Regions from separate parts of the Mus musculus genome. Here region 2 is linked to region 1. A link is a contact called in public Micro-C data. All regions are on one chromosome and are shown on one strand. The core of a region is the stretch at or near the end of the contact, and the rest is flanking DNA. Distances in the headings are between cores, read along the strand shown.

Region 1 (5,272 bases), core at 1,591-4,090:
AAGCGGGTCTTTGCTGCTGGCCCTGTTGCTACCAAATAGCAAAGCAAATCGGAGATAGTGAAGGTGTGGGGACCTGTTGAGCACGAGGTCATTGGTGGAGGCAGCCACATGAATGTGGCCTTCCTGGGGGATTGTGTGAAAAGAGGGTTGCTCGCATCCCACCCCCAGAGGACTCGGAAAGTACAGTATAAAAGAGAGTGCCTTTGATCTGCCCACAGAGAGCAGTTTTCTGAATGATACTTTGAGGTACCTCTTTGGTGGAAAATATGAATTGTCCCTTTCAGAGGGAGGTGAGACTGGTTTGAACCTGTTCACAAAGGATCTTGTCATTTACCCAGTGAGAGGTAGTGATACTGAAGAAATTCAAAGTATTAAAACTAGTGTTATAAATGACTCAATAATAGATTTGCTTTGGAGAACTCAAGTCACACAAGTGGAATTTAGCTAAAGGAACACTGCCTCCAAAATATTCCAGAGATAAGTGGTCTGCTAAACAGGCCCGCTGCAATAGGGGCAGTTGAGAATCCTAGGATGTAAATGTTTGCTTCGCAGGAGTGACCAGCCTTTAGGTTCCAGTCCCATAACAAAGGAGACATTACTGACTTAGAACCAGCCTTTAGGCCCATTCCCAAAGACATACCTCTAACGGCAGCTCAAAGAGGGCAGTGCAGGATCACAACCATCAGTAGTCCTGCCTGCCAGGTGGGCAAGTGGACCTAGGTAACAACTATTCGAAAAGACCAGCACTGATGTACATAAGAGAGAGTTTTGGCAGTGTCTTTGCTGTGTAAGTCTCCCATCTGCCCAAGAGGACAGACTTGTAGTCTCTACCTGTCTCTCTATAAATTGTTCTAAGTATGACTTGGGGCTGGGACCTAAAAGTGATTTTATTAAAGAGGTCAGCTATGTAAAGTGCACAAGCCTGGGGTATAGAAGTTCATCTGTTCAGGGCCAGTTCCTCCTTGGGCATTAGCCAGCGCCGGACACATCCTCCTTCCTTCCTGAGTGTGTAAAGTGATTCCTCCCTGGGAAGCCATGTTGTTTCTATTACAGTGGCTCTTGAGCACCTGAGTCCCTTGTCAGAATTAGTATCAGTCTTTCAAAGTTGGTACCTGGGACGAGAAGGGGTCCTCACCGTGTGTCAGCCATCTTACATGCCCAGCAGAGTGTGTCATGGGAAAGGCCCCTTTGCATCGGCTCTGGTGTCAGGGGGCCGCAGTGGGAGGTGCGAATGTCAGCTCTGAGTCCTGGCTTCCTCCTCCCGCATCATTGTTTTCCACTTAATAGCTGATACTGATTTTTCATTTAACTTGGATTTATTAAACAAAGGGACAAAGAGCCACTGCAGCACATGTATGTTGCTATTACTGTGAACCCATGAGTCTGGGTCTTTGTTTGCCCTTAATGTTGCATGTCTTCCCCTGCTACCAATATTACCTTTTGTCTTTTAAGCTGGCTTTATTTTTGTTACACAGTGTTAGAAATGCCCACTTTCTGTAGGAAGTGAGACTGACCCTTTAGATGAGTCTTCTTTCTAGTGCAAGCCTTAGTAAGCTTAGTAACATAAATGGTGGCATGGTGTCTGTTTCTGTTTTTGTTTTTCCTGCAGTTTTTTTCTCAGTGGTTCTGTTTTTTGTTTTTTTTTCTTTATTTAAAATTTTTTTTTGCTTGTTTTTTTTTTGTTTTGTTTTGTTTTTTTTCATGACAGGGTTTCTCTGTGTCGCCCTGGCTGTCCCTAAACTCAGTCTGCAGACCAGGCTGCCTGTTAAACTCTGAGGCCTACCTGTGCCTCCCGAGTGCTGGCGTTAAAAGGCGTGAGCTACCACTGCTGGGCTTCCCAAAGTAACTCTAAAGTATAAATCCTTTGACATTATTTTAATAAGTGAAAACAGGTATACTCTGGTCTTGAAAGTATCACACTGCAGATCGGTAATTCTAGTGTATGAAGCTGGCCGTATGCCTTCACTGTGTTAGAGCAGGTTCTGTAGCCGACAGAGGGGCTGACTCTCCAAGCTGGGATGTGTAACACATGCCCTCTCCCTTTGCATCCTTTCCTGGTCTTTCTCACCAGCTGTTAGTATCTGTTCACCCAAGCCCCCTGCTTCTGGACCTTTTCCCCTCCTCAGACTCATGGCTCTCAAAAAGGTCCCTGTTGGTGGCCTCCTGATGGCTGGTGGCCTCCTGATGGTGGCATAGCAGGAGCTTCCGCTAGAGCCAGGCTCCCACAGTTCACACCGTCTCTGCCTGTGCTCAGAGCTGCCAGGGCCCGAGAAGGGCCAGTGGGAGGACACTTGGGCAATAGCTGCTTGGATTATGCTTAGAACAGGGCCTCTTCTGCTGTGAGTGCCTCACTTACCCTGTTGTGGCTCAGGCCTGGGCTGGCCCAAGGCCTTCAGATGTGTCCTGGCTAGCTTTCTAGGAGGAGGGAGCTGTGGAGGGCCACTGGTGCAGCATGAAGCCTTGGGGAAGAGGAAGGAAGGCTACTGTCTCAGTGGTCTGAGATAACAATCTTGTCCGCCTTTCTGCCTCACTACACCATCTGTCTCAGCTTATCTTTGAGCACTCCGGGAAGAAAGAAACCACAATATTGGCATTGGCCCAAGAAAGCCAAAACATTTCTGTTGGGGCTGCTAGTGTGGTCAGGGGCCAGAGATTGAAACAGGCTGTGTGTGCTTTTTCGACGAATCCACTCCCATCCCTGCCTGCTTATTTCCAGGAAATGCGACTGTAGATAAGCTGGAGGACTTCATCAACAACATCAACAGTGTCCTGGAGTCTCTGTATATTGAGATAAAGAAAGGAGTCACGGAAGATGATGGGAGACCCATTTATGCACTGGTATGCGAGGCAGCGCCCTCTAGTGGCATTTTGAGAAACTGGCTCAGAGGGCTCTGCAGTGGCTCGTGCGGGACCCATGCTTCTGAGAGAGGGGTGAGAAAGTGATCAGCTTTGTGGTGGACACGTGGCCTGATCCTTATGTGGTTTATTTTTAGGTGAATCTTGCTACAACTTCAGTTTCCAAAATGGCTACGGATTTTGCAGAGAACGAGCTGGATCTGTTTAGAAAGGCTGTGAGTACAGTACTCATTGCTACCATATGCAGCGTTTCTAACGGGAGGAAATAGAAACGGCAATTGTGGAGGCCACTGTCATGCTTCCCAGCTTCCTGGGTCTCACAGGGAGTGACAGGCCTTAAGCTACCTGTCAAACAGAGCACCTGAGAACTCGTGGGAGTGCATGGGTCCCAGTCCCTGGCCCAGAATGCTCCAAACCCAGCCCTGCACTTTAATGAGGCGCTCACTGGACGGTTTGTCCAAGCTTTGTAGCAGTGTGCTCAGCCCATGTGCCACACACCTGGCTAAGACGTTCTGAGTCCTGGGAGCACATAGCAGCTCTGGGGAAGGTGGGAAAGGAGCGCCCCTCTCCAGTTTCAGCTTGACTGGGCCCATCGAGGCAGGTAGACTTTCTAGTTTAACCATTTTGTGGTGCTCCTAGGCTGTCTACAGTGTGTGGAGAATAAAGCTAGGACAAGGGCCACAACCTGTGTGCACATTGGATACCTAGCACCTGTCGTAGGGATGTGCCTGGTGTGGGTCCATGCAGCTTCTCCTACCAGGGCTGGCTGGAGGCTTAGGTGTCGAGTTTGTTATTCAAATAGATGAATAAGGCACCTCTTTCTCTTGCAGCTGGAACTGATCGTTGACTCAGAAACTGGCTTTGCTTCTTCTACAAACATTTTGAACCTAGTTGATCAACTCAAAGGGAAAAAGATGAGGAAGAAGGAGGCCGAGCAGGTGCTGCAGAAGTTTGTGCAGAGCAAGTGGTTGATTGAGGTACCCTGGGGCCTCCCCGTTCACTCAGGAGTGCACAGTCTGTGTGCTAGCAGTTGAGCCCGGCCTGTCTGTGGGCCCTTCTCTATTGTAAGCTTTCCATGACCTCTGAGAGGAGAGCCTGTGTTCCCTGACTTTCACATGGTCTGTCTTAAGTGCTGCAGCCACAAGTGGAAGAGGCTGGAATCAATGGAAGGCTTATCAGATGCCTTTCAGAATGAAGTTGCTGGCTGTCCCTTCTGTAGACAGCTTGGAGCTGCTGCAAGCGTTTTCTTTTTTGTTGTTTGTTTGTTTTGTTTTGTTTTTTTTTCAAGGCAGGGTTTCTCTGTGTAGCCCTGGCTGTTCTGGAACTTACTCTGTAGACCGGGCTGGCCTCGAACTAAGAATTCTGCCTGCCTCTGCCTCCCAAAGAATGCTGGGATTAAAGGTGTGTGCCACCACTGCTCAGCTTTTTTTTTTTTTTTTTTTGGCTGCAAGGGTTTAATGGGAGTCCTGAAAAAAATCTGTGAGCTGTTGTGGAGGGGAGCATGGAGGCCCTCCACCTTGCCACCCATCAGCCCCTCAATCTTCTCAGTCCTGTCACTGGGTATCCCTTGAGTTCTCGTTCACCATGTATCTGGTGAAGGAAGGCACAGGCTCAGGCAGTAGGGGTCGCGGTTGGGAGAGCACCTCTGGGCTCCTCCACTTTCTGGGCAGGGCTGCTGTGAGTTCTGTAGGGGCCCCACTGAAGGATTGTTGACCGGGTTGCTGGCTGGTCCCTGCCAAGCCTTCCTAGGCATCTGGTTCCTTGATCCGAGGGACTCGGTTTTAGAGGCATCTTTGGCCTCAGAAATGCAGCCTCCCTTTGCTAAGGCTTCCCACAAGGTTTCATTGCTCAAGGGCTTAGGTATTATGCAGCTGGATGGTCCACTAGGAGGCTCTGGACTGGAGGGTGGTAAGTCAGGCATCAGAGCTTGGCCCACCTTTCCTCGTAGTTCAGGTTGGCTCCCTCTAGTGGCATGCAGCCTCAAGAGCAGGAGAAGGAGGTTCAGGAAGCTGGCCACTAGTATGGACCCGGGATCTTTGACAGGTTCCCACAGAACTGAGACTAGCTTGCAAGTTAGCCATGCTCCTGCCACATCTGAGGAGGCCCCACGTCCCTGTCTGCCTAGCAATAACCACTGCTCAGGATTCTTGTGCTCTGTGTACAACAGCCTTTCTATTTCTGAACTCCTTGCCCACTGCCCACTCTTGCTCCTGGAACTAATTTCACTCACTTCTTTAGTCACCAGGCCGCCTCATAAATGCTCTGTTTCCACCCTGCCACTTCTGCCTTGGAAAGGAAGCCTGTCTTCCACAAGCATCCTTCCCCACTGGTGGGTGGGGAGGGAACTCCAGTGTGGAAGACAACAGTATCAGGGGGACTATCTTGTTGGACTGTCTCCTCAGCCTCCTTCTATTAC
Region 2 (5,272 bases), core at 795-3,294, 200 kb before region 1:
TAGAAAGAGGTTCAGACCAAGGAGCAAGTGGTAAATTAGAGTTTTTCTACCTGAATGTTAAAGAAGAGTGCAGAAAACAGGTTTCCATCCTTGCACTCTGTGCCCCTCCCCCCATTCCTTTTCCCTGTAAAGTCATGTGATCTCTGTTGCTGTGGAGCTGCTGTGAGTAATGGCCTTTCTTTAGCTAATTTGTTTAGTCTAGAATGATGTAGTATTTCATATTCCAAAAAGGCCACCTTCATAGGATATGAAAAACTCCTACAGTGTTTCCCTGGTTCCTGATAGACCTCTGTGCCCTGCATGTGAGAGAATGACCTTCTCTGCTATCCAGGATTCAGAAGATGATCATGGACCAGGAGAAGCAAGAGGGTGTCTCCACCAAATGCTGTAAGAAGTCCATTATCCGCTTGGTGCGGAACCTGTCTGAGGAGGGTCTCTTGCGATTGTATCGGACTACAGTCATTCAGGATGGCATCAAGAAGAAGGTAACCTCTTTGGCTTCCCCTTAGCCCACAGAACTAGCTCCATGCTTATGGGAAACATTCTGGCCTGGTGTTTCTTTTCATTGTTGTATACTGATTGATCTTTCTTGTTAGTGATTGGGACATCCAGTTCTGCCTCTTAATGTAGAGAGTAGGAGCCCTGCTGGTAGACTTCCTGTGGAAGCTGGTAGCATTAGAGCAGTGAGTTGGCTTAGGCTGGAACAAGAAGGAAGCAGACCTGTTGCAGTTACACAGGACAGTGTTAGGATCTAGAAGGGTCGTGGCCAGTCTGGGATGTGTCTGTTTCTTCCATCTCCACGTATCTGTTTCTGTAGCACTGTGATGGGAGCTGTTCCCATAGTAACTGTAGCTCAGCAGCTTTGCACACACTTTACAGCATCAATTTTTCAGGGTCAGAGTAATTGGGATGGTGCACTGGACATTCAGGCTGAAAGCAGTGGGACTGCCTTCACAGCCCCGTAATTTCTGACTGGATTTTCTCTCAGCTCTGAAGGAGCCCTGCTTTGATACTTAGTTTCACTCCTAAGTGGACAAGGTCATCTCTGCATTCATAAATCTTTTTTATTTTTTTGAGATACAGCAATACTAAAAAGTGACCTAAGAAATAGAGTTAGCTGTTGCATGTAGACAGGACTCGTGGGCTTTTATATCTGCTGCAAGTCACCTCCAAATAAAGCCATCAGGTCTCCTTGACCTAGCTCCTTCATCCACAGCTGTCTCCTTGACCTAGCTCCTTCATCCACAGCTGTCTCCTTGACCTAGCTCCTTCATCCACAGCTGTCTCCTTGACCTAGCTCCTTCATCCACAGCTGTCTCCTTGACCTAGCTCCTTCATCCACAGCTGTCTCCTTGACCTAGCTCCTTCATCCACAGCTGTCTGCCATGAATCCACTTGAGTGGCAGTCAGTCATATGCCAGCCTTCCTCACTGAAGGACACATTGAAGCCCAGCGGCAGGGGCACCTGTGACGTCAGCAGGTTTTACAGAAGCTGCTCTGTCAGGCTTCCTCGGTATCACTGTCGAGGGCAACAAATCCTCCCCCAGTTTGGGCCTAGGGAGACGATCTGGCCTCAAGATTGGCTTATCTAGTGCCAGCCTAAAAGGCTAGCTAGTGAAGATCAGAGCCTGAGGGAGGGGATGAGGGTGTCAGGTCAACAAACAGGGCCACGTAACCACAGGAATGAAAGTTGGTGGAAATGGAGCCTCCAGCTGCAGGGCCGCACATGGGAAAACTGTCGTATGCTTCTAAATTGGGTTTGAAGTTCACTGCTGAGGCTTGTTCTCTAATAGGACTTGCTTGGCCCAGGCTGTTGGTGACTGGCGGAAGCCCATGCTCCTATAGCCCCCTAACCCTTAGGCTATTGAGGAATTCACTGCTGGCCTAGGACAAGGGGCCAACAGGAGCTGCCATCTCTAAGTACTTTTCAGTTCACGGAGAAGTTGCCTAACTGGATCTCATTTGGGTCTCACAAAGAAGTCAGCAGTATGGGTGGATGCATTGCAGAGGTGGGCGTGGGGTTTTCTTTTTATCAGTGGTAAGCAGAGTCCAGGGGTGCTGCTGCCTGTCCCAGTCCCCACAGCTGCTGCCCTTCACACTGCAGTGACAGCAACACAGAAAGCTGCTCCTGCGGCACCCAGTCCATTCTGTCTGTCAGTGCGGAAGTTAGTGTCCTGACTCCTGCACATCTGCTACTCACTGCCCAGATTTTATCCCCTTATCTCAAGGAACAGCAAGCACTCGTAACCATTCTGCCTGGATCCCTAGGGAGAGGCTTTTACGCCACACTCACCTCTCCAGATTCTTGTGCAGTTAGGGAACTCAGAGGAGCATGTGTGGGGGGCCGCCTCGGCTATCAGAAGAGCTGGTGAGCTGTGACAGCCTGGTCAGGGAAACTGCAGGGCCAGCGGTTGTTGTCCAAGACATGGTGACATGATCCCTAAGAGGTTCAGATGCCTGCAGCTGAAACAGCGAACTGTCTACCATGTGTTCTGCCTCACTCTGAGTTGTGGGTGTGTTGGAAATATCTTCTGTGGAACCTCAGGTCAAACCTGCCCTGCCCTCTGGGACACTCCAACCTCTTCCCATAGGTAGATCTGGTCGTGCACCCATCTATGGACCAGAATGATCCTCTTGTGAGAAGTGCTATTGAGCAGGTTCGCTTCCGGATCTCCAACTCAAGCACAGCAAACAGGCAAGTGGAAGAACTCCCAGTTAAACTGCCCAGGCCTGCAGCCTCCCAAAGGCTTTACGTACACTTCATGAGATCCTGGGTTTGCTGGCTGGATGCTATGGCCCGTACTTACCTAGTCTACATGGGGATCCAGTTCTGAACTTCTAGTATTCTTGTTCTAATTTACCTTTCTTTTGATGGTGATGGAGAAGCGACCAGGGCTTTGCATAAACTAGGCCAACACTTTCCCACTGAGCCATACTACCTGCCCTGATGCCTGTCCATGTGGTAAATGTAACCAATCGGAGCACTCCCCATTAATGCTTCTGTGTAGGAAACTCAGTCTCGTTGTGGCATAAGTAAGTCACTTGCTTTCTTGAAGTCTCGATCATCTTACCCTAAGTGACTGAACGCACACTGGTGAAAAGCAGTTTTTAGGTGGCTGGGCTCCTGGTGGGCAGAGGAACTGCAGTGGTTGATCACATTAGTTTTTTTATTGCTGGTTACTGGCATCTGTGAAGCATCAGGAGACAGAGCACACTGGGTTCCTTTTCCTTCCTGTGGATAGCAGCCTCTGAAGGTCCCACATGAGCCCTTCGTGTTTTAGAGGCCATTCACGTGTGTCATCTGCCTGGTCCCATGACCAGTTGAGTCTGAAACCCCAGGCCTGGCAGATAGGCCTTGTCTTTGCTTCTAACGTGTTTCTGCACCTTATGTTTGGACTGCAGAGTTAAAGTTCCACCGGCCCCAGCGCCCCAAGAAGAAGCAGAAGAGGAAAACCAAGAACCAGAAGTCCCAAGTCGATCAGCAAACTCTGACCCAAACACATCCTCGAAGCCAGAAAGCACTCGGGTGAAAAAGACTGACGAGAAAATGGGCATAACCCCACTCAAAAATTATAAACCTGTCATAGGTAAGGAGCAGCTTCCGTCACCTTTGTCTGCTGTGCTCTGAGCAGTGGTCTATAAGTCACCTCCCTGGCACCCAGACCCTAGGCAGCTCATGGTAGCTGTGGGATGAACTGGACCAACACAGTCTGGGGCTGCTCAAGCACTGCCCACACCTTTCTCCCTACAGTTCCTGGACTCGGGCGCTCCATAGGCTTCCTTCCCAAGATGCCCCGCCTAAAGGCGATGCACCTGTTCCTGTGGTACCTGGTGTATGGGCATCCTGCCGGCCACACTGGGGAGCAGCCTGCTCTCCACAGTGAGAGGAAAACGGGCAAGCAGGAGTCCAGCAGACCAGGGGCTCAGCCCTCCTCAGGAGATGACTGGGACACCTCTGAAGCCAAAAACAACACAGAAAGCAGCTCCTGGGAGTCAGAAATGGAACTCTCCACAGAGATAGGTGAGAGCCGCGGGTCTGTATGTTGGGGTGGAGAGTGTAGGGAGAGACAGATAAATGAGCGCCATGGGCCTGTTGGTAGGAGATGGCAGGGTGAGTCCATTTTCTCCTGACCATACTCGCTACTTGAAGTGACTCTTGATGTCTTGCAGTGTATGTGGATGAGATCTCATGGATGCGCTACGTCCCTCCCATCCCGATCCACAGAGACTTTGGCTTTGGCTGGGCTCTTGTCAGTGACATTCTTCTCTGCCTGCCCCTCTCCATCTTTGTCCAACTTGTTCAAGTCAGCTACAAGGTACCTGTGATTCTGGGTCATCTCATATCTACGGGTAGTGGGGCAGGAAGCCTGTGCTCTGTGTGATCAAGGGCAAGTCCGTGGAGTTTGCCCTGTGGTGAATGAGTGGATGCTGAGATGGCCAGTCAAGGGAAAGCATTTCAGGTTTGAAGCGTTCCATTGTTATTCCACATAGAGTAGGGTAGAATTGATAAAAGAACTAGCTGGGTGGATGGGTAGTCAGTATACTTCAGAAAGCTAGCTAGGGAAGAAGATAATAAATATGTTGCAGCAATAAAACACCTTTTTAGAAACGTGATAATGTCAAAAAGGAACAAATAGAAATGACCCAAAACCTTATCACCCAAAGGTAATCACTGGTCATATTTTTGGTACATTTTCTTCTAGTCTTTCATGTGTGTGTGTGTGTGTGTATGTGTCTCCCTGTTCTTAAAAACTGAATTATGATTATACTTAAATCATAAGTCCTCTCCACTTATACATTATAGCAGTGTTTTCTATTTGGGGAATAGAATTAGCAGTCATCCCTCCCTGCTGAGAGGATGCCCCTTTTGCCTCCTGGAAAGGCTTTAGCAGCTGTGTGCCTCTCTACAGGACCAGAATGTATTCTTGCCCTCCGCCATGTGCTGGGTGATCTGGGGGTGGGAGTGTGGGGGAGGGATGTTGATATAGGGACCCAAGGCAGAGATGGGGAGGTCACAGTGTTAAGTGGTTTTCCATAAACCTTGGCGGCTGAGCTGAACCTCCAGGTGACCTCTGTAGGTGGATAACCTGGAGGATTTTCTGAATGACCCGCTGAAGAAGCACACACTGATCCGCTTCCTCCCCAGGCACATCCGGCAGCAGCTACTGTATAAGAGGTGAGAGTAAGTCCCACAAGGTTGGGTCCCAGATGCTCTCCCAACCCTGGGAGAAGTAGAAGGCATTGCCTGCCTGCTGCACAGCCTTAAAGGGTC

The links. Hi-C and Micro-C count contacts between places; a contact is called where the count stands out from the background.
Region 2: a contact with region 1 is called in a Micro-C map of the G1E-ER4 cell line, with 3 times the contacts expected there. The contact joins two enhancer-like sites. A contact is called at or near these places in 1 of 39 promoter capture datasets (hematopoietic stem and progenitor cells), 1 of 15 datasets of contacts at CTCF or cohesin (large pre-B cells), 2 of 484 Hi-C or Micro-C datasets (the G1E-ER4 cell line and bone marrow-derived macrophages), 5 of 115 datasets of contacts at active chromatin or transcription factors (CD4 T cells, bone marrow-derived macrophages, double positive thymocytes and 2 more) and 3 of 9 other capture datasets (adipose tissue, liver and pancreatic islet).

What each region holds. Positions count from the first base shown.
Region 1 is chr7:125,469,674-125,474,945 of GRCm38.p6, reverse strand. It overlaps Nsmce1 (NSE1 homolog, SMC5-SMC6 complex component), which reads left to right. Exons shown (of 8, transcript NM_026330.4): 3 at 2,717-2,838; 4 at 2,994-3,071; 5 at 3,687-3,833. Among named protein-coding and RNA genes, the nearest start is that of Nsmce1, 19 kb to the left of the region's middle. Within about 2 kb of position 2,840, at least 173 of the 459 cell types and tissues checked have an H3K27ac peak or open chromatin away from gene starts, as enhancers often do. A contact at or near this core is called in the G1E-ER4 cell line, where this site is marked.
Region 2 is chr7:125,667,898-125,673,169 of GRCm38.p6, reverse strand. It overlaps Gtf3c1 (general transcription factor III C 1), which reads left to right. Exons shown (of 37, transcript NM_207239.1): 12 at 332-485; 13 at 2,592-2,695; 14 at 3,403-3,587; 15 at 3,752-4,021; 16 at 4,171-4,316; 17 at 5,079-5,176. Among named protein-coding and RNA genes, the nearest start is that of Gtf3c1, 37 kb to the left of the region's middle. Within about 2 kb of position 2,044, at least 8 of the 459 cell types and tissues checked have an H3K27ac peak or open chromatin away from gene starts, as enhancers often do. A contact at or near this core is called in the G1E-ER4 cell line, where this site is marked.